5 separate regions of the Mus musculus genome follow, and all the other regions are linked to region 1. A link is a contact called in public ChIA-PET and promoter capture Hi-C data. All regions are on one chromosome and are shown on one strand. The core of a region is the stretch at or near the end of the contact, and the rest is flanking DNA. Distances in the headings are between cores, read along the strand shown.

Region 1 (5,583 bases), core at 1,482-3,981:
GTACAGTCAGTATACACAGCCCTGTAAACAAGGCCCACACATACCACCCTGCTCTGTCCTTTCTTTCTTTTGTTTGTTTGAGACCTTTCTTATTTTTAAAGTACTGGAAAGCAGTGTGTGGGGGTGGGGAGGGCGCCATAGCTACTATTGGGTATGGAATTCAGCCTCATGCATACCGAGCAGAACTACTGAGTTACACCCCAGCTGCCGGATTTTTTTTTTTTTTTTTGAAACAGGCTCTAGCTCTGATGCCCTGTTCAGTGTTGCAAGATATTTGATCACACAATGAACCCCAAGTATGTTATTTACTGGGGAAAAACAAACTGTTTCTAGTTGTGGTGTGGCACAGCACTTAGCACTCACCTTTAATCCCTCTAGCTGGAATACAGACACGCCCTTAGTACCTTTCACCCCAAACAATGAAGGTAACGTTAGTTTATAGAAGGAAGCACCCACATTTGAAAGTGATATCACACACATACACTTATACATTCATACACATGCACCCATACACAGACACACATATACACACATAAACTCAAACAACACATGCAGAGTCACACATGTATACATTTACACACACACATACACTCATAGACACATATATACTTTACACACAGAAATCTCACACACACAAACTTGCCTCTGGTTCTTGTGCTGCCTTTGGATTACCGCTATTTCTATGATTCCTTGGACCTGGGAAAATGCGGCAATGTCTGTTATGAACATCCTCTTCCCTCCAGGCTTCTAAGCCACACACACACACACACACACACACACACACACACACACACCCCTCACACACACACACTTCACACACACACACACACACCACACACACACACCACACACACACACACACACACACCACACACACACACTTCACACACACACACACACACACACCACACACACACACACACACACACCACACACACACACACACACACACCACACACACACACACACACACACACACACACACCACACACACACACACACACACACACACCTCACACACACACACACACACACACACACACAGCTGGGACACAGGCATGCAGTCCTATATCTTGACCACACCAAGGATGTTTCCTCCCAGAGTCTCCAGGCAAAGTACCATCTATTACAGTTTCACCTTGCTGGCTATCCCTAGTGTCCCAGGTACAAAGCCCCGAACAATTCATGCTCTTTGCACCTCTGGCCCTGCTTCCTATGCTTGCACTAGTCCTCCTTTGCTGCCTAACTCAGAGCACCCAGCAAGGCTGGCAAGCCCTTCCTGCTCCCCCTACAAGGTCCACAAAACCACTGTTTGCTCAGTATGCATTGCCATGCCTTCATATCACATCCAGCATCCCGCATCTCTGGGATTAGATGCCCATGTCTCCCTTTTCTGTCCTGAGCACAGTGCCTGCTTCACAGGAGATACTAGGCTTGGCTCTTGTGTTAAAAGGTGTGAAAATCCCTGGGTGGAAAAGGAGAATAGGCTTGCCAGTGAAAGGAGAGTAAGAGTGCAGGTTCATGGAAGAACATGAGTATAGCCTGCAGCATGGTCAAAGTGACACTGCAAATACCTCGTGGGCCTGAGGGGTACCCTTACCATAAAAGTAACCCAGACTTTCTAGACTGATGGAGTAGCCACATTGAACAGGTCCACCTTGCTAGAAAAGGGGGTCTTACAGCACCTGTTAAATAATGTGCTAGAGAAAATGCATGCTTCTGTCCTCTCCAAGTCCATGATCGACAAGTGCAATCCCCCATGTTCTTGCCAGGTGGAAACCTGTAACACACAGGCTGGAGTGTGGAACCCTCAGGTCTGCCCCTCCTGGCCTCACTGTGAAAAGCCACTGTAAGGGCTCTAGCTGTCACATTATCATTGGGTGGATCTGTCAGCGACAAGCTCCGGGCCTGTTCTTGCCTCTCCTCCCTGTGGTGGGGTGGGGCTGGCAGAGGAAATCACCAGGTGTGGCCAGGGGAAAGTCCCACCAACATTCTAGAGAAACATGGAATTTCCTGGGTTTTAACCCCTTGTCCAACTGCCCACTCAGAGCTGACCAGAGCAGCACAGCCCCCCTTCCCGGCTTCCCAGGATATCTGGAGTACTGGCTTATGGCTGGGAAGGTGGGCAAATTACTAAAGGTGTACAGAACTTGATACCATCAAACATGGTCTGAAAAAAAAAAACCACTTCCCAGATTCTCCATCCCCCTGCCATCCATACTACCTAAAGCACACAGTGCATTTGAGTGGCTGTGGTCAGAAAACGGCACCAGGTGGGAGCAGGTTTTGCTGTGTGTAAGGTCAGAGTAGGGGCTATGATCTGGGTGTGTACTTGTTCTTGAAAGCTCTAAAGGAAGATAAGTCCTGTCCAGCTTCTAGGAGGGGCAAGCACAGGTCCTGGCTCTTTCTAGGCAGTTTTCAACTTGGTTAACTTGTTGGACTTCTTTAGTTAACTTTAAGCAGAGCTTTGAATTTCCCTCCAGAGATGCCAGCATAGTACTCAGTGGCCTGTCACAGAGCCCCCAGCCTCCGTTCTTGGCTTCCTTGTGGCTCAGGCGATGGCCCTATGGCTTCCACTTGACAACTCACAGAATCCTCTTTCCCTTTACTGAAGGGGGAGTGGAGGTGTGTGTGGCAGCCGTTGAGATGCCTGTCCCTTTAAGAGCGAGAGGAAGGGAGGGAAAGAGGAGGGGAGAAAGAGAGAAAGAGAGAGAGAGAGAGAAGTGAATCAGGAAGTATGATAGTTAAGAGCCTGGGACTGGGTACCCCACTGCTCTCAGAGAGGCAGGAAAGAGACCTTCAGGCTCAAGACCATCACCTGCTTTGCCTGTGGATCCTGGGGGGCCCCATAGCTACCAGGATCTTCTAGGCACTGCCCAGGATTGACTTCAAGGCCTGAATCCCTGGGGGTGCCACCCAGTTCCACAAGTCTGCATTGCCCTGCAACTGAGATAGGAGATGGGGTGAGTGTGTAGTGTCTGTGGAGGAGGGTGGTGTGGGGAAGCCAGTGGGGCAGCTTCAAGTCAATACTCAGCTGAATGCCCGAGTCCTGTGTTTTTCTTGTGGTTGCTGGGAGCCTGGTAGTGTTCTGCACTCCCTCTGTGGGAAAACACTCTCAGAACGGACTGCTTGGAGGCCAGTGAGGGGCAGGGACCATGATGGCCCTGAGAAGAACCATGATTGGCCAAAAAAAGCTCCCCTCCTGGGCTCTGCTTCTCAACATGCTGATGCAAAGCTGGGGTTCAGCTTTGGGGGCCTCTACTGGCCTCTGCTTGGGATCTTTCCCCTGGGGCCCAAATAACCAGGAGAGGTTTCCAGAACAGCTGGAAAGAAGCTGGACACCGCCCCCCCCCCCCCTCTGCTCGCTTCAAGAACTGTAGGGAAGGTGACAACAGGAACAAGTTAAAGGGCTGGGACTGGTGGCCTTTGATGGGGCTGAGAATCAAACAGCACAGCAACAGCACGAAGGGGCCTCTCATCCACCCACCCTTCTCTTTCCGGTGTAGCTCAGCTCCTGGACTTGCCCCAGACAGAAAGCAAAACACACACTTGCCAGGGAGAGTCTTTGCCTGATTCTGAGCCACTTGGAGTGCAGGTATGTGTATCTGCCACAGAGGAGCCCCCGAGGAGGATAGGAGTCTGTGGGCAGGCTGGCGTTGACTCACAGAAGGCTGCTGTGCTGCACCTTCTATGCACAGAGGGTCTTGGGGATGGGAGGGTGGATGGGAGGATGATCCAGAGATAATCCAGATGTGCCACAATCAGAGCTTCTAGGTACAGAACCCAGGGCCATGCTGCCCATCTGGGATGCTGTTCTGTGCACCTCACTGCCCGCCTTCCTGACTGCAGCTATGCTTTGCCCCAGTAGCAGGGCTTGGTTGAGGACCAGCCTAGGTAGAGTCATGAAGGTGACACAATCTGCTGCCCCCAGCTGAAGGTGACACAATCTGCTGCACCCAGCTCCCAAGACTGCAGCCTTGGCCTCCACTTCAGTGCCCTGTCTGAGCCTTGCATTGGGCTGACTCCTCAGCCATACAGAGAAGCATGGACAACTCGTTCATGTTGCCTTCAGAAGGTCTCATCAGCATCCTTACCTTTGCCTAAAGCAAACATGTGTGTGTTGTCTGAAACTGGGGTGTGACTACTGATCTCTTTAAATGGCTTCTGGCTCAAAAGCTTACATTCTCCAAAGTTTGCATTTTCTTTTGTTTTTATTTATTTACATTCCAAATGCTGCCCCCACTTCCCAGTCCCTTTACTCCATCCCCCTTCCCCTTTGCCTCTGAGAGGGTGCTCCTCCACCCATCCCCTTACACCCACTTCACATACCCCAACCTCCCGCATCTCCATGCATTTTTAAATCAGACTACAAGCTGGGCTATAGCTCACTTGGTTTGTAAAGGGCATGCTTAGCTACCATGCATGAAGCCAAGGATTCAGCCCCCAGCACCAAGGTGATAGGGGAAAGTGGTACACACTCATAACCCATGCATTTAGGAGGTAGACACACAAGTTCAAGACCATCCTCAATACCAGTGCAGGTGTCTAGGCTACTCTGTCTTTAAAAAAAAAAAAAAAAAAACAGGCAGAAAGAATGGAGCTGGGCATGGTGCATGCCTTTAATCCCAGCACTCGGGAGGCAGAGGCAGGCAGATTTCTAAGTTCGAGGCCAGCCTGGTCTACAAAGTGAGTTCCAGGACAGCCAGAACTATACAGAGAAACCCTGTCTCGAAAAACAAAACAAAGATCTCAGAATGGAACCACTTTTGGTTTGAGCACCAGTGCGGTCCTAGAGCTCTGTCTGATGGGCGCAGCTTTATTTCAAAGCATTTTAGGGCTGGGGGTCCTTCTTATGCTCCTGCCTCAGGCATCCCCAAAGACCGGCTCTGGGCCTATTTTTCAGACAGGCAGTCAGTGTAACTTTTGAGACTTCACTTTCTGGAACCGTTTGCTTTAGAGGAACCAGATTTTGAAGAGAACGGGATGAGCACAAAGATGGGGAGCAGAGTTGTGGAGGGTTTCAGATCTTCCCTGGAGCTCTAGAGCCCTTGGATTTGATGGTTTTAGATCTTTACACTCCCCCACATCATCTACTCCTCCCTTTCTTCCCCTCCCATCCTTCCTCCTTGGCTGTCTCCCTCTAGTAAAGCAATGAGCAAGGCCTGGTGGCCTGATGTTAGTTCTCAGCAGTAGGAAGTCAGGGGCCACAAAAGCAGAGAAGGGGTGAGGGCTCCAGGCTCATGTTGCAATCCTGGAGATTTGTGGTAGTGTGACTGGATCTGCCTGACCTTTGCTGACCCAGGGCCCTTCCTCCCACACTGTGTCAGCTTCCTGGGACAACCCCAGGCCTGGATGCAAAAACTCTGAGTCCCCAGTGCCTGAAAGAGGAGACAGAGAAAGGTCTGTTCCTGTAAACTGGCCTACCTCTGAAGGGTTCTGGGAGGGACCTGGGGCACAGGACAAAGAGAAGTCAGTCCCCAAGGGTAGAACAGATGCAAGCTTGGGGCCCAGCAGACCCCCCACCCTGCTGCTCTTTTGCTTCTTTGGGGGGAAGTTACTTAACCTTCCTGAGCCACCGCTTCC
Region 2 (5,583 bases), core at 895-3,394, 410 kb before region 1:
AGGTTTCAGATAGTAGCTGAGGTCCTCTCCCATGTTGTCTACCCCTGGCTGGGTGTAGCTACAATGTTCTTTGGGGCCTCTTTTCACTGGCTGACTCAGAGATTCAAAGAGGGAAGCAAGGCATCTTCGTATCAACAAAGCCGAGTCATCTTCACTGTTACTTAACAGTGAGTAGCAGGCTTGGAATGCTGGACCTGCCCAGCCAGCCCAGCCCACACAGAGCAGGACTCCAGACAGGACCACCTCTTCCCTAGCTCCCGCCCCACAGCACTTCCAAGCCAGAGCTGGGCCCCACCCATAGCTTCTCTACAAACAAGGAAGACTGTTGCTGCAGAGCTCTTCTTGGGCCTGTGTCTAATCTACCAGAACTCTTGAGGATCTCAGCCTTTACCTTCTGACATCCATATCCCACTGGCTCCATCCAGGAACCCACATAGTCTCTTGCCTTACTTGTCCTGGATGAGGTCCTGTGTAAGTTGTCAGGGAGACCAGTGAACAGCGGCAGCTGAGAATTCTGCAGCAGGCCGGGTTTCTCTGCCCAGTATTCAATCTTTCCCAGCACAGTTTCTCTTCTCCCCCTGCACCCCATACTTTATTCATTCTAGAAAACAGTGGACTTGCAGGCCGAGTGTAAGGTTTTCTGTTTAATGAGATTCTTGGGGCACAGGAGGCTTTGTTGCCTGCCAGGATCACTTGACAGTTGGCATCACCCACCCAAATCCTTGCAGGTCTAAACCTGCTTCCTCTGCAAAGCACACCCACAGTGCTGGTTTCGGAAGGCTCCTCGTTCTCACTCTTTAAGCTCTTTGGGGAAATGTTTGTCCTGCTTCCCCAAGTAGACTACCGGTACCCTAGACAGTACCTCTTATCTCACTCTACCCCGCCTGTCCCCAAAGCATGGTCACTGATGCTGTGGATACAGAAACTTCCCTGAAGAGTGACAATCCATCCACGTGTCCTTTCTAATGCATGTATCCATTCATTCATCCATCCAGGTGTCTGTCTATCCACACACTCACATAGTGCACACCCGCTAAGCAGAAGCACAGTATATGTCTAAGGATACTCACAAACTACTATCTCCATAAGACCTTTGTAGTGGGGGACTGACCTATAAGCCCAAAGCAATTCTTTTTTATCAATAAAGAAGCAGTTTATAGAACACTTACAATTTACAAAATGCTATTATAGCCCAATGGATTCTATAGTCAGTACTAGTTGGTGGGCTGGTAAGATGGATCAGCAGGTAAAAGTACTCGCTAGAACCCATGTAAGGGTAGAAGGAGAAAATCAACTCAACAGAGCTGTCCTCTGACCTCCACAAATGTGCTGTGGTAAGTATGCATGCCTATCATTCACATAAAACGTAACACCACACACACACACACACACACACACACACACACACACACACACACCAAACAACAACAAACTAGGTTAGTAGCCAGCTTAGAGTAGAACCTGGACCTGCCCACTTCTGTTCATTAGCTCCTACATGGTAGCTCTTCACCTGGAGAAATTCTTATGGATTAGAACAAGAGGAATATTTTCCTATTTTGAGAGCTCATCTTTCTCTGATAGCTTCCAAATCTTCATCCTAGATGGCCCCCTGTCTGTGGGCCAAGGAGCTGCCAGATTCCGTAGGACCCAACCCTTTTAGAAGGTTTTGGTTTCTTCCAGGCCCTGCGGGTCTAGAGGCATAATGAGAGCCTCCTTTGAGCTGCCTGTCCTGTCTGGTATTGCTGCCTTTGCAGGTTCCCAGGCTGGGCCCCGCTCCCTGTGATTGGCAGGGAAGTCCTTTCTCCACCTCACTCAGGAACTTTCTGCAGTGCAGGGGTCTTCGGGTTGGATTAAAATTCCGCACCTGCCAGATTCTTAGCCTCATTTCTGTACCTGGTTTCTTTTCCTCTTCACCAGCAGACGAACAGTTCCGGCGCAGATGGGCACATGCAAGGACAGATGGGCTGCCAGGCCCCTTCCAGGCATGGCTGTACGACACTCACCTCACACAGGTGGGAGTTCTAGGTCTGGGTCTCTCTTCTAGGAGTGGCAGTTTCAATCTGGCCAGTATTGAGAACGCAAACGGTTTTGGTGAGAGGCCACTTCCCTCTGAGTTTTCCTCCTCTCTTTCTGTGCACAGACTTGGGAAAGTTGCAAAAGAGGCTGGGCCAGCGTGACCTCAGCTGTGTGGGTGGAGGAGGCGGAGTGCACAGGGAAAGCCAGCGAGGCTTCAGAGCTGTGTGCATTCAGGGCACCAGGCATATTCAGTTCATCAGGATTCTGATCCCAGGGGATGAGGGACGGCAGGTTTGAGTTGGGGAACTTTTGGACACAGGGCTTGAGAGGTGACACGTCCAATTTATGAGCTTGTAGGGACATCTGCCTCTGTCCATGGGAGTCTCAGGAAAGGAGCCCTTTGTTTGTTTCCCAAACAGTTGTGGAGCAGATTGGGTCCAGCCACCAGTGACCCAGTGAGGTTGGAAGATGGTCTGCTTTTAGGCCTTGTCCTCACCCCACACATCTCTCTCTCTCTCTCTCTCTCTCTCTCTCTCTCTCTCTCTCTCTCTCTCTCTCACACACACACACACACACACACACACGCACAGTATATAACACATGCACATGCATACACACAGAAAATATACACTATCCAACACCCTGCCACACTATACATGCATAACACACTTATACTTCATATGCACACCCTTGCATCCCTTGTGCCACACTCCTCACACACACATGAAACAAGATCCATTCCCTCATCACATCCATTCTATACCACCCACACCCCTACTCCATTCATATAGAATATACCCATCACACACGCACACCACACAACATACACATACCATACTACACTACCACATACATACACCACACATGCACACCACACCACACACCATACCGCACCACATATGCACAGCACACATGTATACCACACACCATACCTCACCACATATGCACACCACACCACATCAGACTTGTAAGAGGTGAGGTGTGTCCTGGCACCCCACAATCCCACACTGGGCCTCTCTGGTTAGGTTGTTGCCCAACCTGAAACACCTAGAAGAAGATGGTAATTTAAGATGCTGTTAGCATACAGTTAATGTGGGCATCTCATTTCACTGTTGTGGACTGTGCCTTGCGTATAATTGGCAGATGAAAGGCAGATGGAGTGAGTTTAGACACGACTCCCCAGATCTCAGGGGGGTCCCCTTAAGGTGTATCTAATGCGCTTCACATTCCTCACAAGTTAGGACTTTGTCTCTTTGTAGACATATTCCTTTGATTACTGTCCTGTCAGAAAGTTCTTCCCGGTTCCATAGTGCTCTCTCTCTCTCTCTCTCTCTCTCTCTCTCTCTCTCTCTCTCTCTGATGGGGCTTTCCAGCCACCATGTGTCTAAACCAGCCATAGAACCCTGCATTTGGAAAGCAGATGGGTAGCCTTGGAACCCACACTTGGCCAATTGTGCTGCTGGCATTGGCCCTACCAAAGAGTAGAAGAGAAATTGAAGTTTATTTGCTTCTATCAACTAGCAAACACTTTTGGAAGAAGGTACTTAATGGTTTCCGTACTGAATTCTACACAGGAAAGCTGAGACACTCTAAAGCCTGCTTACCCAAGTGAGGTGTTTTGGTTGCTGAGGAAGCCAAGGCAGTGCGCTGATAATCCCTGGCTTATGGAAGCTCCTTGGTTCCTGGACTATTGTCCTTTAGAAGTTCCCTCAAGCCCATGCCACCTGAATGCTCCCGATCTCATTAGCTAAGCAGAGTTGACCTGGCCAGAACTTATCTGAGAGACGCTTCTCTAATATTACTCTACTCCTCCCCCCCAGACCAGCTTTTATTTTTTTTTTCCATTTTTTATTAGGTATTTAGCTCATTTACATTTCCAATGCTATACCAAAAGACCCCCTTACCCACCCACCCCCACTCCCCTACCCACCCACTCCCCCCCTTTGGCCCTGGCGTTCCCCTGTACCGGGGCACACAAAGTCTGCGTGTCCAATGGGCCTCTCTTTCCAGTGATGGCCGACTAGGCCATCTTTTGATACATATGCAGCTAGAGTCAAGAGCTCAGGGGTACTGGTTAGTTCATAATGTTGTTCCACCTATAGGGTTGAAGATCCCTTTAGCTCCTTGGGTACTTTCTCTAGCTCCTCCATTGGGAGCCCTGTGATCCATCCATTAGCTGACTGTGAGCATCCACTTCTGTGTTTGCTAGGCCCCGGCATAGTCTCACAAGAGACAGCTACATCTGGGTCCTTTCAGTAAAATCTTGCTAGTGTATGCAATGGTGTCAGCATTTGGAAGCTGATTATGGGGTGGATCCCTGGATATGGCAGTCTCTACATGGTCCATCCTTTCATCTCAGCTCCATACTTTGTTTCTGTAACTCCTTCCATGGGTGTTTTGTTCCCACTTCTAAGGAGGGGCATAGTGTCCACACTTCAGTCTTCATTTTTCTTGAGTTTCATGTGTTTAGGAAATTGTATCTTATAGCGTGGGTATCCTAGGTTTTGGGCTAGTATCCACTTATCAGTGAGTACATATTGTGTGAGTTCCTTTGTGATTGTGTTACCTCACTCAGGATGATGCTCTCCAGGTCCATCCATTTGGCTAGGAATTTCATAAATTCATTCTTTTTAATAGCTGAGTAGTACTCCATTGTGTAGATGTACCACATTTTCTGTATCCATTCCTCTGTTGAGGGGCATCTGGGTTCTTTCCAGTTTCTGGCTATTATAAATAAGGCTGCTATGAACATAGTGGAGCATGTGTCCTTCTTACCAGTTGGGGCTTCTTCTGGATATATGCCCAGGAGAGGTATTGCTGGATCCTCCGGTAGTACTATGTCCAATTTTCTGAGGAACCGCCAGACTGATTTCCAGAGTGGTTGTACAAGCCTGCAATCCCACCAACAATGGAGGAGTGTTCCTCTTTCTCCACATCCTCGCCAGCATCTGCTGTCACCTGAATTTTTGATCTTAGCCATTCTCACTGGTGTGAGGTGGAATCTCAGGGTTGTTTTGATTTGCATTTCCCTGATGATTAAGGATGTTGAACATTTTTTCAGGTGCTTCTCTGCCATTCGGTATTCCTCAGGTGAGAATTCTTTGTTCAGTTCTGAGCCCCATTTTTTAAGGGGGTTATTTGATTTTCTGAGGTCCACCTTCTTGAGTTCTTTATATATGTTGGATATTAGTCCCCTATCTGATTTAGGATAGGTAAAGATCCTTTCCCAGTCTGTTGGTGGTCTTTTTGTCTTATAGACAGTGTCTTTTGCCTTGCAGAAACTTTGGAGTTTCATTAGGTCCCATTTGTCAATTCTCGATCTTACAGCACAAGCCATTGCTGTTCTGTTCAGGAATTTTTCCCCTGTGCCCATATCTTCAAGGCTTTTCCCCACTTTCTCCTCTATAAGTTTCAGTGTCTCTGGTTTTATGTGAAGTTCCTTGATCCACTTAGATTTGACCTTAGTACAAGGAGATAAGTATGGATCGATTCGCATTCTTCTACATGATAACAACCAGTTGTGCCAGCACCAATTGTTGAAAATGCTGTCTTTCTTCCACTGGATGG
Region 3 (5,583 bases), core at 2,222-4,721, 370 kb after region 1:
AAGAGCAGCAGCAGCAGTGGAGTACAGGCATCTGGAGCCTAGAGGACGACGCCTGTGCTACAAAGGGCATGGCTGGAGAAGTGACCCAAGCCCTTGGAGGAGCCCAGAAGATCGTGAGTTGGATCCCAGACATTGGACGGTTGGAGATTGATTTTTTTTTTTTTTGCTTTTGATTGTGACTGTGCCCTGATATTTTCCCTCTTGAAGGAAGAAACTGTTTTAGTGGAGCCCACAGTTAAGAGACTTAATTGTAAAAAGACTTTGAATTTTAAAAGAGATGGATATTTAAAAGAGATTGAAATTTTAAGAATATGTAAAGACTGTGGGACTTTTAAAGTTGTTTGGATCATGGGATGAGTAAGAATGTAAGGGTTGAGGCTTACTAGTGATTTGTTTGTGTGTCAAGTTGACAAGGGGTCAATTGTACTGGTTGGTTTTGTGTCAACTTGACACAGCTGGAGTTATCACAGAGAAAGGACCTTCAGTTGAGGAAATGCCTCCATGAGATACAACTGTAAGGCATTTTCTCAATTAGTGATCAAGGGGGAAGGGCCCCTTGTGGGTGGGACCATCTCTGGACTGGCAGTCTTGGGTTCTATAAGAGAGCAGGCTGAGCAAGCCAGGGGAGGCAAGCTAGTAAGGAACATTCCTCCATGGCCTCTGCATCATCTCCTGCTTCCTGACCTGCTTGAGTTCCAGACCTGACTTCCTTTGGTGATGAACAGCAGCATGGAAGTGTAAGCCAAATAAACCCTTTCCTCCCCAACTGCTTCTTGGTCATGATGTTTGTGCAGGAATAGAGACCCTGACTAAGACAAGTGGGGTGATTCCTCTGTGAAAAGAGTTCCATTCTCAGAGCCCCACACCAAGGCACCATAATTTTTTGGTGCAAAAATGACATCTCTCATCTTTAAAGGAATAAGAGATAGTTTACCCTGGACTGTGGTCTGGTAACACAGATTTAGGTTACCCCAAATCCCATGTTTCAATGTGGAAGTTATTTCATAAGGTTTTTATCGTTTTTATTGGAAAGAAGAGAGAAAGTTATAAACCAAGCCAAGGTCCAAATGCATTGGTGGGTACACCAGAGAGGCAAGTACAGGAAGATAGGGGAGGCTTTCTGTAGGCCCAAGATGCTATCTGATGACATTCTTAGCTTTTGGGTTGGTGCAAGCTAGTGGTCTGCTAAGCTAATAGAGTCCAAAAGGTTTCTATATATCAGTCACAAAATGTTAGTTCAGGTACAGAGGTGGGCCGACAATTGCTCTTCTGGAAGGTTAGAACTAGCCCAGGATATGATAAATAGCCTCTGGGCCTGCAACATTTCAGCTTTGCCATAGGACTAAAATTCTCTGCAGACACAGCTTCCATCCATGATTTCTTTTTCACAATAGATTTAACATACACTCACTGTATGTCAGGAAGTGACAATATCAACCTAAAACGAATCACGTGCTCCCTGTGTGCTAAGTATATATACCATATTTCATTTAAATATGAGTTTTGGAGTATGATAATCACCATTTTTGGGCTAAGAAAATAAAACTCAGAGAGATATAGGGTGTCCAACTCAGTTTGGTTTATTTGTGACTTCCCACTGAGAAAATATCTTTAACTGAGTGAACACCTTCAGTCCTGGGCAAACGCAATCAACTGACTGAGGTGGTGGGAACTGGCAGAGCAGAGATTTTGTGTGTGTGTGTATGTGTGTGTGTGTGTGTGTTTTCTTCCCTCCAAACCCACTAAAAGCTGTCAAACATATTGAAACATTAGATAAGCTTATTATAGTGCTAAATGACTATGTGTGCGTATGTGTGTTTGTGTATATGTGTGTTTGTGTGTATGTGTGTTTTTGTATATGTGTGTTTGTGTGTATGTGTGTATGTGTGTATGTGTGTTTGTGTGTATGTGTGTTTGTGTGTATGTGTGTTTGTGTGTATGTGCATGTGGAGGCATGTGGGGGTTGTCCTTCCTCAGAAGTCATCCCTCTTGTTTTTGAGACAGGAGCTCTCACTGGGAAGTGGAGCATAGTGATGAGGTAAGGCAGGGGAGCCAAGCCCAGGGATGGCCCTGCCTGTGCCCTACCAGCGTGCTACAGGCGTGCTCCAGCCTTTCACACAGGTTGGGGGTGTGTGCTAAACTCACGTCCTCATGTCTGTGCAGCAAGCACGCTACTGACTAAGTGTCTCCCTAGGAGCACTGAAAGTTGAAATATTTCACTCAGACTTCCAGTATTTTATCTGATTTTTTTAAAAGGGAAGAACACCCACAAATAATATTTTTATCATATAGTTTCAAGAAAACATATTAAAATATGAAAATACATACACAGGGGCATATGGTTCTTCTTCTGTTTCAATGGCTCGGCCTGACACCACCATATTCTGTTCCTATTTAAGATTTTAATATTGTTTGCCATGGAAAAGTTCTTGTTTGTTGTTGCATTAAAATATTCTGCCCCCACCCTAGGGCCACAGTTACCGCCAGCAGGTGAGGCCTGGAACAGCAGGATCTTGCAATGAGTTGACAGAGAATGGAGTCTCCAAAGACATTCCACAATGTGCAGTCGTTTTGCAGTCGAGGCGAGAGCCTCGTTTTGCTTATCCTATGCTATTCTAACTTTATCTTAAAACTCAATAACCATTCCCTATTAACTGAACACCCTCACTGCAAAACTGTCACGAACTGTCTCAAATGTGCTTCTGCTTTTTTTGGTGGGGTTCATTCTCTCAGCTCCTAAGATACAAGGCCAGGGAGAAAGTCTGTTACTATTGGGTCCACCGTAGTCGTGTCTTACTGAGGCTCCCATGCAGAGGGCAATGTGGAGTCCCAGGAGCCTCTGGAAGGATCCGTCTGAAGCGGAGCGCCACCAGTTCTTGCCTTTCACCAGCTGAAGGACTGTTATGAAATCATTGATTTTGTTTGTTGGCATCGGGGCTGTAGCGAATCTCTTATGCTCCATTAACCACTCTGATCTCAGAACAATGCCAAATAGAGCTAGGCTCTTTTGCCCTGTGGGTATCTGTAAAATCTAGACAATTTTCCCGCAGGTGTTTTTGGTGGCATGGTCACAGCTTCTGTGACACTGTTTTCCCCTGTAGGTCTAAGGGGACCGCAGAAGGAGTTGCAGTGGCTTTCTGAAGGGAGGGAGGGGTTGTCTACGTCAATTCTCTCCAACATGTTTTGACATTTCTTCTGATATGTCATCTTCTGTTGGTTCACTGCAAGTGTTTGCTGCTCCAGGCCTTCTCTGCTGGCAATGACTGCGGAACTGTGAAGGAGACCCAATAAAAGGAGCCATGACCTGTGGTACTACCCAGTACCTAGATCCGGAAGGGACTGGGAGGTTTCTGTCTGAAGCAGCTTTTCTTAGGAAGTTGTGTGAACACATAGCACTGCTTGCAGCTGGGGAAAGCTGTTCAGTTCCCACCCAGTGGGCAGCTGGTGCTGGCATATTCCTGGTGGCTAGATGGGAGACATCGATAGCCCTGATTGATCTCTTTGAATTTTCGCTTCTGGTCTCCAGGATCTAGGTGTAAGATGAAAGGCTTTGGTCTTGCCTTTGGACTGTTCTCCGCTGTGGGTTTTCTTCTCTGGACTCCTTTAACTGGGCTCAAGACCCTCCATTTGGGAAGCTGTGTGATTACTGCAAACCTACAGGCAATACAAAAGGAATTTTCTGAGATTCGGGATAGTGTGGTATGTAAAGGAAGGGATCCATCTTTCCTGTCTTGTCTTGTCTGTCTGTCTGTCTGTCTTCTCAGGGTATCCTTAGTAGTATGCTAATGAAAATCCAGAGGATGGAGAGACTCCAGTCCTGGACAGTGCATTTCCAAGAGATGCCTGTACTTGGTAGTTCCAAAATGCCTCTCACTAGACCCCGGCAGGAAAGAGATCAAAAGTTTTGCTATCTAAGACCTTGGCAGAAATCAGTGACCTGTCTCTTCTTGTCCTTTCTCCTGTTTAGCAAGCTGAAGATACAAATATTGACATCAGAATTTTAAGGACGACTGAGTCTTTGAAAGACATAAAGGTCTGGATTTGATCCGGGGGAGCTCAGGGAGGGTGAATCCAGAGCTTTCTCATCAGCCTGGTCTTGTCTCCTGCTCTCCCCACTGACACACTTGTCTCCTTCACAGCCTGGTCTGGTCTCCTGCTCTCCCCACTGACACACTTGTCTCCTTCACAGCCTGGTCTGGTCTCCTGCTCTTCCCACTGACACACTTGTCTCCTTCACAACCTGGTCTTGTCTCCTGCTCTTCCCACTGACACACTTGTCTCCTTCACAGCCTGGTCTGGTCTCCTGCTCTCCCCACTGACACACTTGTCTCCTTCACAGCTTGGTCTTGTCTCCTGCTCTCCCCACTGACACACTTGTCTCCTTCACAGCCTGGTCTGGTCTCCTGCTCTTCCCACTGACACACTTGTCTCCTTCACAGCCTGGTCTAGTCTCCTGCTCTCCCCACTGACACACTTGTCTCCTTCACAGCCTGGTCTTGTCTCCTGCTCTTCCCACTGACACACTTGTCTCCTTCACAGCCTGGTCTGGTCTCCTGCTCTTCCCACTGACACACTTGTCTCCTTCACAGCTTGGTCTTGTCTCCTGCTCTCCCCACTGACACACTTGTCTCCTTCACAGCCTGGTCTGGTCTCCTGCTCTTCCCACTGACACACTTGTCTCCTTCACAGCCTGGTCTAGTCTCCTGCTCTCCCCACTGACACACTTGTCTCCTTCACAGCCTGGTCTGGTCTCCTGCTCTCCCCACTGACACACTTGTCTCCTTCACAACCTGGTCTTGTCTCCTGCTCTTCCCACTGACACACTTGTCTCCTTCACAGCTTGGTCTTGTCTCCTGCTCTCCCCACTGACACACTTGTCTCCTTCACAGCTTGGTCTTGTCTCCTGCTCTTCCCACTGACACACTTGTCTCCTTCACAGCCTGGTCTGGTCTCCTGCTCTCCCCACTGACACACTTGTCTCCTTCACAGCTTGGTCTTGTCTCCTGCTCTCCCCACTGACACACTTGTCTCCTTCACAGTCTTTGGATAGGTGCTGCTTCCTTCGTCATCTAGTGAGATTCTATCTGGACAGGGTATTCAAAGTCTACCAGACCCCTGACCACCATACCCTGAGAAAGATCAGCAGCCTCGCCAACTCCTTTCTTATCATCAAGAAGGACCTCTCAGTCTGTGTGAGTAAAGGTGTTGGTTACATAGTTGGAAGGCCTTAGCAACCAGGCTCATTTTTCTTTCCTATGGATGGGTAGAGAAATTGAATCCAAAATTACTAAAGAAAACAAGAAGCCAAACAAACCAACCAACCAACCAACCAACCAACCAACCAACCAACCAACCAACGCTAACCACCCCCCCAAGAGTAACTTTTTAGAAATAATGAATATATGCTGAATTCAAAAAAGCATCCTAAAAAGTTTGAAGAAATACAAAATGCTGGCTTTTTGGTATTTGTGATTATTAGCTCATATCTGTGAAACTAGATTTTTTTCTTTTTAAAAAAGATTTATTTATTTATTTTAGTATATGAGTACATTGTTGCTATCTTTAGACACACCAGAAGAGGGC
Region 4 (5,583 bases), core at 1,001-3,500, 290 kb after region 1:
GACTTCTAGCTTTGACGTTTTGAGAGTGACGTTTTGAGGGAAGGGAAGGTGGAAACGCAGATAGACGACCTTTATTATACCTTTCTCTCCATCAGCCCTCTTGCTAGTCATGGCCTTTTTCTTTATGCTAATGGTCTTTGCCAAGTCCAGGTAGCTGGACTATAGAAACTGCGTTTGAAGGAAGCCTAGGGCATCTCAGAATAACTCCAGGTAGAAGTTGCTGCAGGTCCTTGGACGCTGCTTCCTCCCGAGATCACTGTGTTGGAGGCAACTTGTTTTGAGCTTGAGGGTCCAGGAAAGATGAGTTCCTGCTTCCACATCCCCAGTCCCAAGTCCAGTGACTGGAGAGACAGGGATAAAGAGTGCAGTCTAAACCAGGCATCTGTGCTGCAGTGAGCTGCAGTCAAGGACCATGTGGTTGCCTAGGTGACAGTGGGAATGTGAGTCAGATGATGTCCCAAGTCAAATATCTTGTCCTTTATGAAGACCTCTGGCCAATCCCTAGGGAGGAAGTCCTCCCTAACTCCTCACAGTGCCTTGTTTCCTGCTCTTCTTGGCACTCACTGTTTTCAGCTGGTGCTGACACCGTGTGCTAAGGCTGGTTTTGTAATTGTCCCCTTTCCTGCCTGTCTGCAGGTCTGTTCTCTGCTTATTTCTTACAACTTCTGTCAAAGGAACTAAGAAAAGAATAAATAAATGAAGTCAAAATAGTCTTTAAATAAACACATTTTCAGAATACTTCAGCAACACATGAATTATTTTATTAGACCGGCATAAGGGGTTTCTAGAGACTGTTCCTGTACGATGACCCTCCTGGGTCCAGTCTCCATTGCCTTCCTGTGCCTGGGAAGACAATGAGTGGAGCTTACGTCCTTTCCTGGCCAGAATCAAGACCATTCACCCTGGTTCCCTCCTACCTTTCACACCCATCTTTGTTCCCTAACCACTCAGCATCCCTTCCTGTTGGTTCACCTTTGCCTTCTATTTAGGCAGACTTTCCCCTCTTCCTTGCCTCTCCACAACTACTCACTCTTCCACAGCAGATTCCCAGAGCCTCTGTCTCTCTTCAGGCATCCCTGGCACTCCTCCCAGCCAGACCCTACAGACACCTATTCTCTGTGTGACCTACACTTTAGACTGACCTCTGTCTTTCCTCCTATATCATAGTATTGACTTCACAGCACGATCCTTACACGCTTTCCGGCAAGCAGATTACGTATCTCAAGCTCAGGCTGAGAACGTGATTGCCGCAGTGACCAACAGAAGAAACTCTCAAAGAAATTCCACTGAAAGTTGGCATATCTGGACATCTTGTCTACTGGGGTTGGATAAGACAAAGATGGATTTGGGCAGAATTTTAGTAAGTAGAAACGTGGAAAAGGACATTTTTGGGTAGAATGGCAAGAGTCTGTGGCACAAAGGAATGGCAGGGAAAGGTAAGGACACATATGGGGCTGGAGGGAGGAACAGAAAAGGATGGAGACTTCATATGAGGTGCCAAGATGACGTTGGCTCATTACATGAGTCATTTCATCACTCAGAAACCTGGTAAGGATGCAAGAGACAGAAAGGGAAACTGAGGCTCAGGAAATGGTAATAGATGATGGGGAACACCCCCTTCCCTTCTAGCCAGGGTTTTGCTATATAGTCTGGTCTTGAACTCACAACCTTCCCGTCTCTGCCTCCAGAGTCCTGGGATTGTAGGCACATGCCATCACACCAGATGCCTAACATTGCTTAAGTATAAAGGGAAAGTACAACCATGTCAAAGAGATGAGGGGCTTGGTCGTGTTATGGAGAAATCCTGGGCTTATGGCTCCAGTGAGGCAGCCAAAAGCCATGCTCTCTCTTTTTTTTTCTAACTACCTTTGCTTTTAAAGATATTTTACTCCAAGTTGGTGCAATTGAAATACCAGCTTTGCTCAGAGGTAACTGAAACTGCTTGTTCAAAAGGCAGATTTCCTGGCCTGACTCTAGTATTTAGACTGTCTTTCTGTGGAACTGAAGAGTGTCCCTTTTGAAACAGCACCCCAGACACTCTACCGACTGAGAACTACCTCCTGACTGCAGTCCTGCCCATGGGGTTCACTAATGTGACAGGAGCTGGTGGTACCAGGAACTCACTGCTGAATGCCTTCCAGGTCCCTGTCCTGATAGAGGCTTTGGCCCAGAGGCTGTGTGTAGGAGTCCCCATCTTTCAGAATTAGTGGTGCGGTTAGAGTAGCAACGTGACTTTCTGTGGACGGAAGAAGGTAGGTCGGATGTGAGAGTCTCCCTCCGTGAACATGTGTGCGTCATCTGACTCATAGCCTGGATCTCTACTCTCAAAAACAACTCATTTTTGTTCCTGTCAGCGTGTTGGCTGGCCCACAACAAAGAGACTAAGATGAATTGGGCTGAGCTGGAAGGACCCACCAAAAGCTTCTGGGGCCTCGGGGGCAGCCTAAGTTGGGAACAGAGTTAGGGCATCATTATTCCTCTGAGGATTGATAGCATATAAGGCACTGCTCACAGAAAACTGCCAGAGGATAGACAAGCTGTCCTTCATGAGTTTTTAAGAGTGTGGTGGTCTAGCTCAGGAACCTCTGAGGAAGTGACGAGCCGCCTGCATGTACTTTGAAATTACCCGATACTTAAAAAAACAAAAAACAAAACAAAAACAAAAAAACCCGGAAATGTTCAGGTTTCCGTTGTTCACATTCAACTCTCTGGAAAGTTGGGAATCTGTCTCAAGCTTTGAGAAGCTGTAGAAAGCACCCTAGGGTTTTGGAACAATCAATCTGACGTCACTCCTGGGGACAGGTCTTTGAAATTGGTCACTAAATAGGGAGAACTTGTTCCAGCTCAGATCCTGTAACATCATAACTCTTTCTTCTTTGCTTACCTGCTCCCCTCCCCTCCCTTCTCTATTCTAAAAACAGAAAGTCCAGAAAAGCTTCCTCCCTTATTTCTCTTCTTCGCAGGGTGGGAGTTGGGGGTTCAAGGCAGGGTCTCATTGTGTATCTCTGCCTGTTCTGGAACTCATTATCTATGTAGACCAAGCTGGCCTTGAACTCACAGAGATTCTCCTGCCTCTGCCTTCTGAATGCTGTGATTAGAGGCATGTCACCACTATGACTGGTCTCTAGTTGTCTTTGGAGGACAACATTCAAGGATATTTAAATATGACTTCTGGTCACTAATACTTGGGTGCCAAACTTGCATTTGTTAGCTATAGGCTGGAAGGTTTCAGACCTTGACAGCAGAGTTAGACAACATCTGACTAGATCATAGGACGAGGGTCTCTGCATTGGAAGTCAGGGAGCCTGGTGATAATGTGGTCTTTTCCAGCATAGAGTGATCCTGACCTCAGTGTTAGGTTTCCCTGATTTGTTAAATCTCTCTCTCTCTCTCTCTCTCTCTCTCTCTCTCTCTCTGTGTCTCTGTTTGTCTCTCTCTGTCTCTCTCTGTGTGTCTCTCTCTCTGTCTCTCTCTCTCTGCCTCTCTGTCTCTGTCTCTGTCTCTCTCTGTCTCTCTGTCTCTCTGTCTCTCTCTGTCTCTCTGTCTCTCTATCCAAGAATGAGTATTTCTCTATGGTTCTGTCTGTTTTGGAGCTTGCTATGTAGACCAGGCTGGCCTCAAACTCAGAGAGATCCTCCTGCGTCTGTCACCTGAGTGTTGGGATTAGAAGCTACCACACACAGTGATTCTTTTTTGATTTTTGTCAGTTTTCTGAGTCTTCTCAGATTCCCTATCTGGGGGCGGGGTGGGGATAACCCCCAGGTTAGGTGTTTTGGAATAATTTGGGTAGTGAGAAGCTGAAGGCAACTAGAAATGGGAGGAATCAGAGTGTCTGAAGTCTCCTCTTGTGTCCCGTTTGAGTCATAGCTGCGTCTTTGCTCTCAATAACAAACTTTTATTGATGTCAGCATCTTTCCAGACACGTATGACAGAGATTTGGTACCAGAACACATCCTGATTGGAGAAGTCTGGGGTATCAGAGACACCAGGCATCCTTCCACAACCCCTAAACACCTGTTTCATCCAGTTTCTTCAATTGATCTGTACATGTTTCTTCCGGCTGGAGAAGATGGGCTGATTCTGATGTTCGCTGATGTTGTAGCTGTGAATGAACTGCATTGTGGGTAGTTGGAATCTGAGGGGATGCTCTTGGGAGGAAGAATCCATAGCACCCATTGCTTTAGAGCCACAATCTTTCAAAGTTTCGCTTGATCGCTGGGTCTTCTGTGGAGACTTACAATCATTCAAGCATGAAGTGACCTGCCCATGCCTGTTGTATGGCTCAGATTGTTACTTTTGTTCCTGTCAGCATGTGGGCTGCCTCACATGGATCTGTTACAATTCATACAATTCCTTATCTGATACAAATTTACCATTGCTCTCAGTTAATAGCATTAGTGTGTGTGTGTGTGTGTGTGTGTGTGTGTGTGTGTGTGTGTATGTGTGTGTTTAAGTGTGTGTGGTGTGTTTTGGTTTTTGGTCAAGAAGACTTTAAGCACATTAAAGGGCAGGAACTTATTCCTATATGGCCACTTATCTGCACATTTTTTTGAATGACAGCTTGTACCAGACATTAGTCTAGGTCTCATGCATTTACTATAATTTTCTTTATTCTTGAGAATTTTGCACATGTTGACAATGAGATGTTATAATAACCCTCATTTCCTATCTCCAGCTCCTCCCATAACCTTCCCCAACACCACTAATTTTCCCCCTACTCTTCTTTCTCTACCTCCTCCTCTTCCTCCTCCTCCTTCTTTCTTCTTTCTCTTCTTCAGTTCAATAAGTCCAATTTGTACTGCCCATATGTGGTTTGGGGCCATCCACTGGAGCACGGGAAATTTACAAGTGACACCCTAAAAAGTGATTCTTCCTCCCTAGCAGCTATCAATCACCAATAGCTCCTTAGTAAGGGATGGATCAATGGAATGGCCTCCTCCATCTATGGTGGAATTTTGGTTTGATCTTGTATAACACAGCTGCTGTGAGTTCATGTGTGTAATAGCCATATCGTGTTCGCAAGGTAGCATTTCACAGTGCTTCTCTCCATCCTTTGGCTCTTAATTTTTTTCCCACATCCTCTTCCATGATGTTCTCTGAGCCCTATTGAGATATAGGGATGTGTTTGTGTGTGTCCTATTAGGACTTATCTCAACACTTTGATTAATGCATTGATTGTTGCCCACCGTTGAAAACACGTTTCCTTGACTCATGTTGGGAGCATTCAGGCCTCCTGGGTATAAACAAATATTTATAAGAAATTGACAACATGACCATAATTAATCAAAAATAGTAATTGCAGGCACTACCCAATGGCCTCCCCTTCTTTGGGCTCCTAACCAAGATTTACAGTACTAGGTATGAAATTCCTTTCTGTGAAGCAGATCCTCAATTCAAACTGAAAGTGGTTAATTACCACTATGACAGTCATGCCACTAGTGCAGGCAGTGGGTATGACCTGCCTGGCAGATCAGTAGTGTAGCATGCTGGTCCTGTGCTGGGTAAGACCACTGATAACCTTTCTCCCCTGGCAACCTGCACAGCATCTGCTGGCACTATGAGAGCTAGCTAGCAGGAAGGAAG
Region 5 (5,583 bases), core at 967-3,466, 270 kb after region 1:
AATGGGGGCATTATTCTGGGATTTGTGCAGTGCGTGGGTTTTGTGGTAATGAGGAGAAACTAAAAGTCTGAAATTACGTTTTCTTCTATCAAACAGTATGACTATTCTGCACTTGCCGCACCCAGCCTTGTGTTTACGAACCGGCGTTGAGGTGAGGGCTGCTGAGTTAATTTTGTCTCAGGGAAATGTCCAGGCCTTGACCGCAGAGCGTTAAATCTGTGGTGAGGTCTCTCTCACTATAGCAATCAATACAGCATCTCTTCCAGAAACTCTTAAGTCATCAGACAGTCTACTTGGTTTTTGACCTTGACTCTGAACACATTCTCAGTGTGTGCTCTCTGTGCACATCTCTATGACAAGGATCCAGGTGCTCAGGCTACTTCTACTGTGGCTGTGTTGTTCACAGTCTTTGCCTCACACCCTGGAAAAGGGAAGGGGCTGTATGTGGCCATGTTGGAAAGTGTGTGGCCTTTAAGTCAGCCATCTTTAAACCCTTTGAAATCAAGATCCTTTTGCACTCTTAAAAAATGTCACATGGAGCTTTTATTTATATGAGTTATATCAATTGATATCACTACGTTAGAAACAAAACCACATCAAGTGTCTCCATATAACACTGTAAAGGCATAGGCAACAGTGATACTAACATGCATAAATCCTTTAAAATCTTTACAATGACCTGGTCTGATAGAAGAAGGTAGGTTTTGGGGGTGGGGTGCTGTAATACAGTCCAGTGCATAAAGGTGCTTGCTGCCAAACTCAATGATCTGAGTTTGATCCCCAGAACATACAGGAACAGAAGGAGAGAACTGGCTCCTAAAAGTTGTTCTCTGACCTTTAATTATGTGCTGTGGAACATATGTGTGTTAGCGACACACACATACAAAGTTAAAAAAAATCCTTATACATATTCTGAAATTTAGACTTCTGTGATTTATTGTTTTGGCTGGAGCCTTTGAAGAAAACCCAAATGCAACTAAATAATGGGAGTGGGGGTGGGGGTTTCTTAGATTATCAGGATACCCTTTGAGAATGGATAATATCAGAGTGATCCAGAGAGAGGAGGGATGGTCAAATGAGGTAGGGGAGGAAGGGGCAGGGTGTGTACCCACAGGGCTGTGCCTTGTATTCTGAGGTCCTTATCTGCCCTAAGTAGACACCTTGAGGACAGGACCCTCAAGTGGGAGGCTGGTTATAAACTGTTTTCACACTAACAGTTATTGGTCTCTGGAAGAAGGCTGCATGTCTTGTGTCCCACCTCATTTATGTCAGACAGCTAAGGATGGACCCGCTATCATCCTTCTGCTTCCCGCCACCAGTTCTGTGTCCCCGGGATCAGCTCTGTTGTTGGAAGCCATAGATACCTTCCTCGAGGCTTGTCTTTGTAGCATGGTGTGGCAGTTATGCGGGCAAGTCCTGGAGTCAGACTTGGCCTGCCTTTTAGCATCTGTGTGGTATTGGGAAGATTACCAAGCTGGTCTGTGTTTCCGTTCTCTATACACAATTGGATAAGAGGACGGGAACTGCCCTATTGGGCAAAGACCAAATGAAACTATGATCCTGTGTAAATGATTCAGTGAGCATCTGCCCTGTACAAGCTGGCACACCCTAGGGATGGTGTTGATGTTTCTTCTTTACAATGCTCAGAGACCGCAGCTGGATGAATCTGCTCATAGACCTAAGGTCTTTGGAACAGCAGAACAAGTTTTGATCTCAGTTTTCTGAAGGCATTATAGGGGGACAGAGAAGATAATCCTGTGATGGGAGGAGTTTGGCTCATGCACTGGGAACCCCACTTCCTGCCCTAGTTCCTGGATCAGGAGCTTCAAGACAAGTTATCCCAGAATCTTCTTTCTTCTTCTGAGAGCTGAAGAGTTGTCAGAGCCATTTTTTTTTCCCAAGCTACTTTTCAGTTCTAGAATTTTTTTTTGTCACTGCACCTCCGCTCGATCTACTCCCTGTGGCAGAAATTAGTTGGCACTCCGATGTATTAGTTCCGGTGTGTTTTTTCCATACCAAAACCCCAGGTACAAGACCAGGCAGGCCCCTTCAGTCTCTACTAGTCTGTGCTCCTGCCCAGCTCTGGAAGTGCCATTCTGTAAGAGAAACAAACCTTTTTCCTGGGGGCAGCTTTTGCGTGTTCACCTGTGTTTCCTTCTCGCCGTCCTGGCCCCCGGTGCTTTGAGGTTGCAGTTTCGTTGTGAGTCAGGCCTGCTGAGAGCATCGGAAACCAGAGAGGCCTTCATTGAGTGGCAGGACATGATGCTGGCTTTTCCTCAAGAGCATGACCAGGGTGGCGACCCAGGTGTGGGAGGGAGGTGGTGGGTTTCTCGGATTGACTGTGTCAGGGAGAAATTACTGGAAAACCCTCGAGAGCACCACATCTATTCGGAAGAGCTGGCACTTTCTTAAGAAAGAAAATAATCTATACACGGTAGGACTTGGTGGAGCCTTCCTGTGATCTTTGCACTCAGGAATTTGAGGCAGGAGGATTTCTAGATAAGGCCTATCTGGACTACAGAATGAGGACCTGTCTTAACTAAAAGCCTCCAAACAGAAAAAAACGAGCAGCCAACCAAACAAAGTCAGAAACGGCCCACACTATGGTAGAACACACACCCTTGGCAGTTTAATACCTGCTGAGAGGCAGGTCTGGTGTAGATCAAGGCCTTTTGGTGTGACTGGTTCCTGACAGAGGACTCAAATGACAGATTTTCTTAGCAAAGGTGATTTGGGGATCATACCGGATTCTCCTGACAGAGCACAGTGAGGCTAATCTGAGTGCTGGCTCAGTGTTGGTGAGGTTGCCAGAAGCTGTAGGCTTAGCGGAATTAAGGTCCCCCAACCCTTCCATTGTATCTGACCCAGAAAAGAAAACAGAACAATACTGAGGGGCCAGCACTGTTTGACCATGTGACTGACTCTCCCACCATGCATTCCCCCATGCCAGCCTTTTCATGGGTCTATGAAAGAAACACCAAGGAGCAGGTGGGCTGGAAGTCCACAAACTAGAAACGTGTAGATGACACAAAGGAAGATGCTCACCACCTGCAATGTAGAAACACATTGTTTTATAGACTTGAGCAGCAACCTTTCTGGTCCTTCCTTATTCTTGCTGTGAGGCACTATTTCTAAAGTGATTAGTAGCTTCTAGAGAGCCAGGGTCAAATGCAGATCCGGGAAAGAAGCGTCAAAAAGAACCAACAGTGGATTCGGAGTTTGGAAACGGCAGCGGCTTCAGAGTGCTCAGGGCCGGATGGGAAGCTGGGATGGTGTGCAGATCCTCTGGGATACCCCTGGTTACACAGAGTGGAAGATAGAGGGGGTTCATTGAAGGGCTGAGAGCCCCTTAGAGAGGGGGAAGGTGTGGGAGGCTTCCCAAGTGAGTTATCAGGGGGGAAGAATTATAGGAAGTGACAATATTGTTTATTCAAATGCCACCTAAGACCATCAGGAAAAGAATGTCTCCTATGCAAACCCTATAGAACCCAGATCCTGAGACTGTAACTGGGGCTGGGCTGTAATCCATGTGCACTGCAAACTAAGCCAAATCAGCTTTTATAAAGAGTTTTTAGGACGATGCTGTTCTAGGTCCTAAAAGAGTAACTTTCAAACATTTGTGTAAGAGCCCCAAATGACTCTCCCTGTAGCATATAAGAGTGTGTCTCGCCAGAAGGGTCTCCATGTGTTAAACTGTGCGTTAATGGGGGCCTTGGGATGGGGAGTTGGAAGAGTAAAGATGATATCTTTAGAAGGGTGTCATGGACAAGCTGACCTCCTTGCATCTCTTCTCTTGGAATCAAGAACCCCAGTGTACTTCCAAGGAAACCTTATTATATCTGCAAGGTGAGAAAATAAACCCTTCCTTTGGCACTCTGTGGCTAGCTGCGATGGCCTATATGGCCTCTTCTCTGCCCATTGGAACTACATATTGATCATCAGAACAGCTATGTTGGCTGGTACCGTCTCAGTTGTGGTTCCCATTTTCAGTCTCCTGAAATGGCTCTGAACGCTCAAAGGCTGGGGAAGAGCTAAGATTCTGACAGTTGAGTCCTGCCTGTGGAGGCAGATGCTGATGGAGACTAACTAGGTAGGATCTTTGGTAGAGGAACATGACAGACAGTGGGACTTCTGATCTTCATAACAATGGCTGAAATTTCTGTTTCATTTCAGGTCAAGTCAGAAAACTTTAGAGAAAGCTTGGTAAGGGGTTGGGGATGGGTGGGGAAAGAGGTCGGTGCCTCTCAGATCAGACAGAGCCAGAATTTGCTCTCATTGCCGCAGTGGTGGGAAAATGGAGTTTCAGGGTAGAGGGCTAGGGCAACCGTGATCTGAGTCAGAGAAAGGGTGTGAGGGATGCTGGGAACTTCACACTGACCCCACTGTGGTCCCCTGCACTTTCCACCTCAGCTGAGCCAAAGGCCATATACAAGTTTAACTGCAGCTGGTCCTCACTACTGTTCACATTCTGAGGTTAACCAGCAAACTCTGCGTACACCAGTCCCTTCCAGCTCCTGGGCCACAAGAGAACAAAATATGCTCTTAAGTCATTTTAGACTTCTGGGTATCACAAGCCAGGCTCATCTTCTCAGGCTGCTCATTTCATCACCAAATTTCCATTTTCACTTGCTTCCATGCTCAGCGCCTTCAGGTCAGCCATTTAGCTTGGCATCCCACACAAAATGCTGTATAGTCTTCATTCTTACAGCTCTCTCTGCTCAGGGATCTGGCCAATTTCAAAAGGTCCTTGTTGCTGTAGGAGTTGCTCCTACTTGTGGGTCTCCAAGCATGGGTTTATTGGTCAGTACTGGCCTTCGTCGCCACTCACTTCTGCGCTTCCATCTCCCGACTACCTAATCTTCCATGAGGTTTTCTTCAATAGCTTGTTCCCACTGGGATTTCATTGAAAAACTCCTTGGCTCTGTTCCTGTTCACCATGAGGGGGGAAGTTTTGCTTCATCATGCTTCTACTGCCATGATATCCTGCCATGATATGCTAACACTTCTCAGGCACAAGCAACAGAGTCACCTGATTCTGACTGTGGATAGACACCTTTGAAAGTAGGAGTGAAGACATGTATTCCCTGCTTGATTCCTCAGGTATTTGTTATAGTGATGAAAAGTTTGCCTTTGAGGAGGGCGGCAGTTACCCCAAAACAGGAAAGCAGCAGGTTTGACTCTTAATCCTCATTTCTGAAAGACAGATAGACAGACAGACAGACAGACAGACACAAGCACACATGCATGCATGAATGCACAAAGAACACGTAGAGATGTAGCCTCCTTGGTCAGCCAACACCCTTGCGATCTGTAGGGAGGGGTATTTCAGTACATTTTATTGGCATAAGAACCTCTGTAGATCTTTTTGTTTTGTGTTTTTTTGTTTTTGAAATGTCACAATCATTTGCAGTTTGGGATAGGTCAGTTACATTGGAAAGTCATATACATCCCCCTTTCCAAGAGTTATTTTCCATTTACTTACATGTCTCTGTATGGGCATGTGAGTGCAGGCTCCCATGGAGGCCAGAAGGAGGGCATAGTCACCCTGGGAGTTGGAGCTACAGATGTATGCTGCCTAACCTT

Evidence for each region. ChIA-PET counts read pairs in DNA pulled down with a chosen protein or histone mark. Capture Hi-C pulls out chosen DNA fragments and counts their contacts.
Region 2: a contact with region 1 is called in a promoter capture Hi-C map of pancreatic islet, with 2.4 times the contacts expected there. The contact joins the promoter of Rab7b here to the promoter of Ikbke in region 1. A contact is called at or near these places in 9 of 39 promoter capture datasets (the 3T3-L1 cell line, the HPC-7 cell line, embryonic stem cells and 4 more), 3 of 115 datasets of contacts at active chromatin or transcription factors (bone marrow-derived dendritic cells, bone marrow-derived macrophages and memory CD8 T cells) and 4 of 9 other capture datasets (adipose tissue, liver, macrophages and 1 more).
Region 3: a promoter capture Hi-C map of pancreatic islet shows a contact between it and region 1. The contact joins the promoter of Il20 here to the promoter of Ikbke in region 1. A contact is called at or near these places in 4 of 39 promoter capture datasets (the C10 cell line, embryonic stem cells, second pharyngeal arch cranial neural crest and 1 more) and 1 of 9 other capture datasets (pancreatic islet).
Region 4: a contact with region 1 is called in an RNA polymerase II ChIA-PET map of memory CD8 T cells, with 11 read pairs. The contact joins the enhancer-like site here to the promoter of Ikbke in region 1. A contact is called at or near these places in 1 of 39 promoter capture datasets (pre-B cells), 1 of 15 datasets of contacts at CTCF or cohesin (large pre-B cells), 17 of 484 Hi-C or Micro-C datasets (B cells, the Ba/F3 cell line, Th1 cells and 10 more), 1 of 115 datasets of contacts at active chromatin or transcription factors (memory CD8 T cells) and 3 of 9 other capture datasets (adipose tissue, embryonic stem cells and liver).
Region 5: a contact with region 1 is called in an RNA polymerase II ChIA-PET map of memory CD8 T cells, with 6 read pairs. The contact joins the enhancer-like site here to the promoter of Ikbke in region 1. A contact is called at or near these places in 1 of 39 promoter capture datasets (trophoblast stem cells), 2 of 115 datasets of contacts at active chromatin or transcription factors (effector CD8 T cells and memory CD8 T cells) and 3 of 9 other capture datasets (adipose tissue, embryonic stem cells and liver).

Annotation. Positions count from the first base shown.
Region 1 is chr1:131,276,711-131,282,293 of GRCm38.p6, reverse strand. It overlaps Ikbke (inhibitor of kappaB kinase epsilon), which reads left to right and starts at 2,731. Exons shown (of 22, transcript NM_019777.3): 1 at 2,731-2,963; 2 at 3,507-3,595. The region is part of intron 1 of Gm51644 (a long non-coding RNA gene); the gene reads right to left.
Region 2 is chr1:131,685,256-131,690,838 of GRCm38.p6, reverse strand. Rab7b (RAB7B, member RAS oncogene family) reads right to left here and starts at 2,144. Exons shown (of 6, transcript NM_145509.3): 1 at 2,004-2,144.
Region 3 is chr1:130,909,184-130,914,766 of GRCm38.p6, reverse strand. It overlaps Il20 (interleukin 20), which reads left to right and starts at 3,471. Exons shown (of 5, transcript NM_021380.2): 1 at 3,471-3,699; 2 at 3,968-4,033; 3 at 5,040-5,192. The coding sequence starts at 3,541.
Region 4 is chr1:130,990,583-130,996,165 of GRCm38.p6, reverse strand. No RefSeq gene overlaps it. Among named protein-coding and RNA genes, the nearest start is that of Il10, 26 kb to the left of the region's middle. Within about 2 kb of position 2,250, at least 25 of the 459 cell types and tissues checked have an H3K27ac peak or open chromatin away from gene starts, as enhancers often do. A contact at or near this core is called in Th1 cells, adipose tissue, memory CD8 T cells and 1 more, where this site is marked.
Region 5 is chr1:131,007,329-131,012,911 of GRCm38.p6, reverse strand. No RefSeq gene overlaps it. Among named protein-coding and RNA genes, the nearest start is that of Il10, 9.7 kb to the left of the region's middle. Within about 2 kb of position 2,216, at least 27 of the 459 cell types and tissues checked have an H3K27ac peak or open chromatin away from gene starts, as enhancers often do. A contact at or near this core is called in memory CD8 T cells, where this site is marked.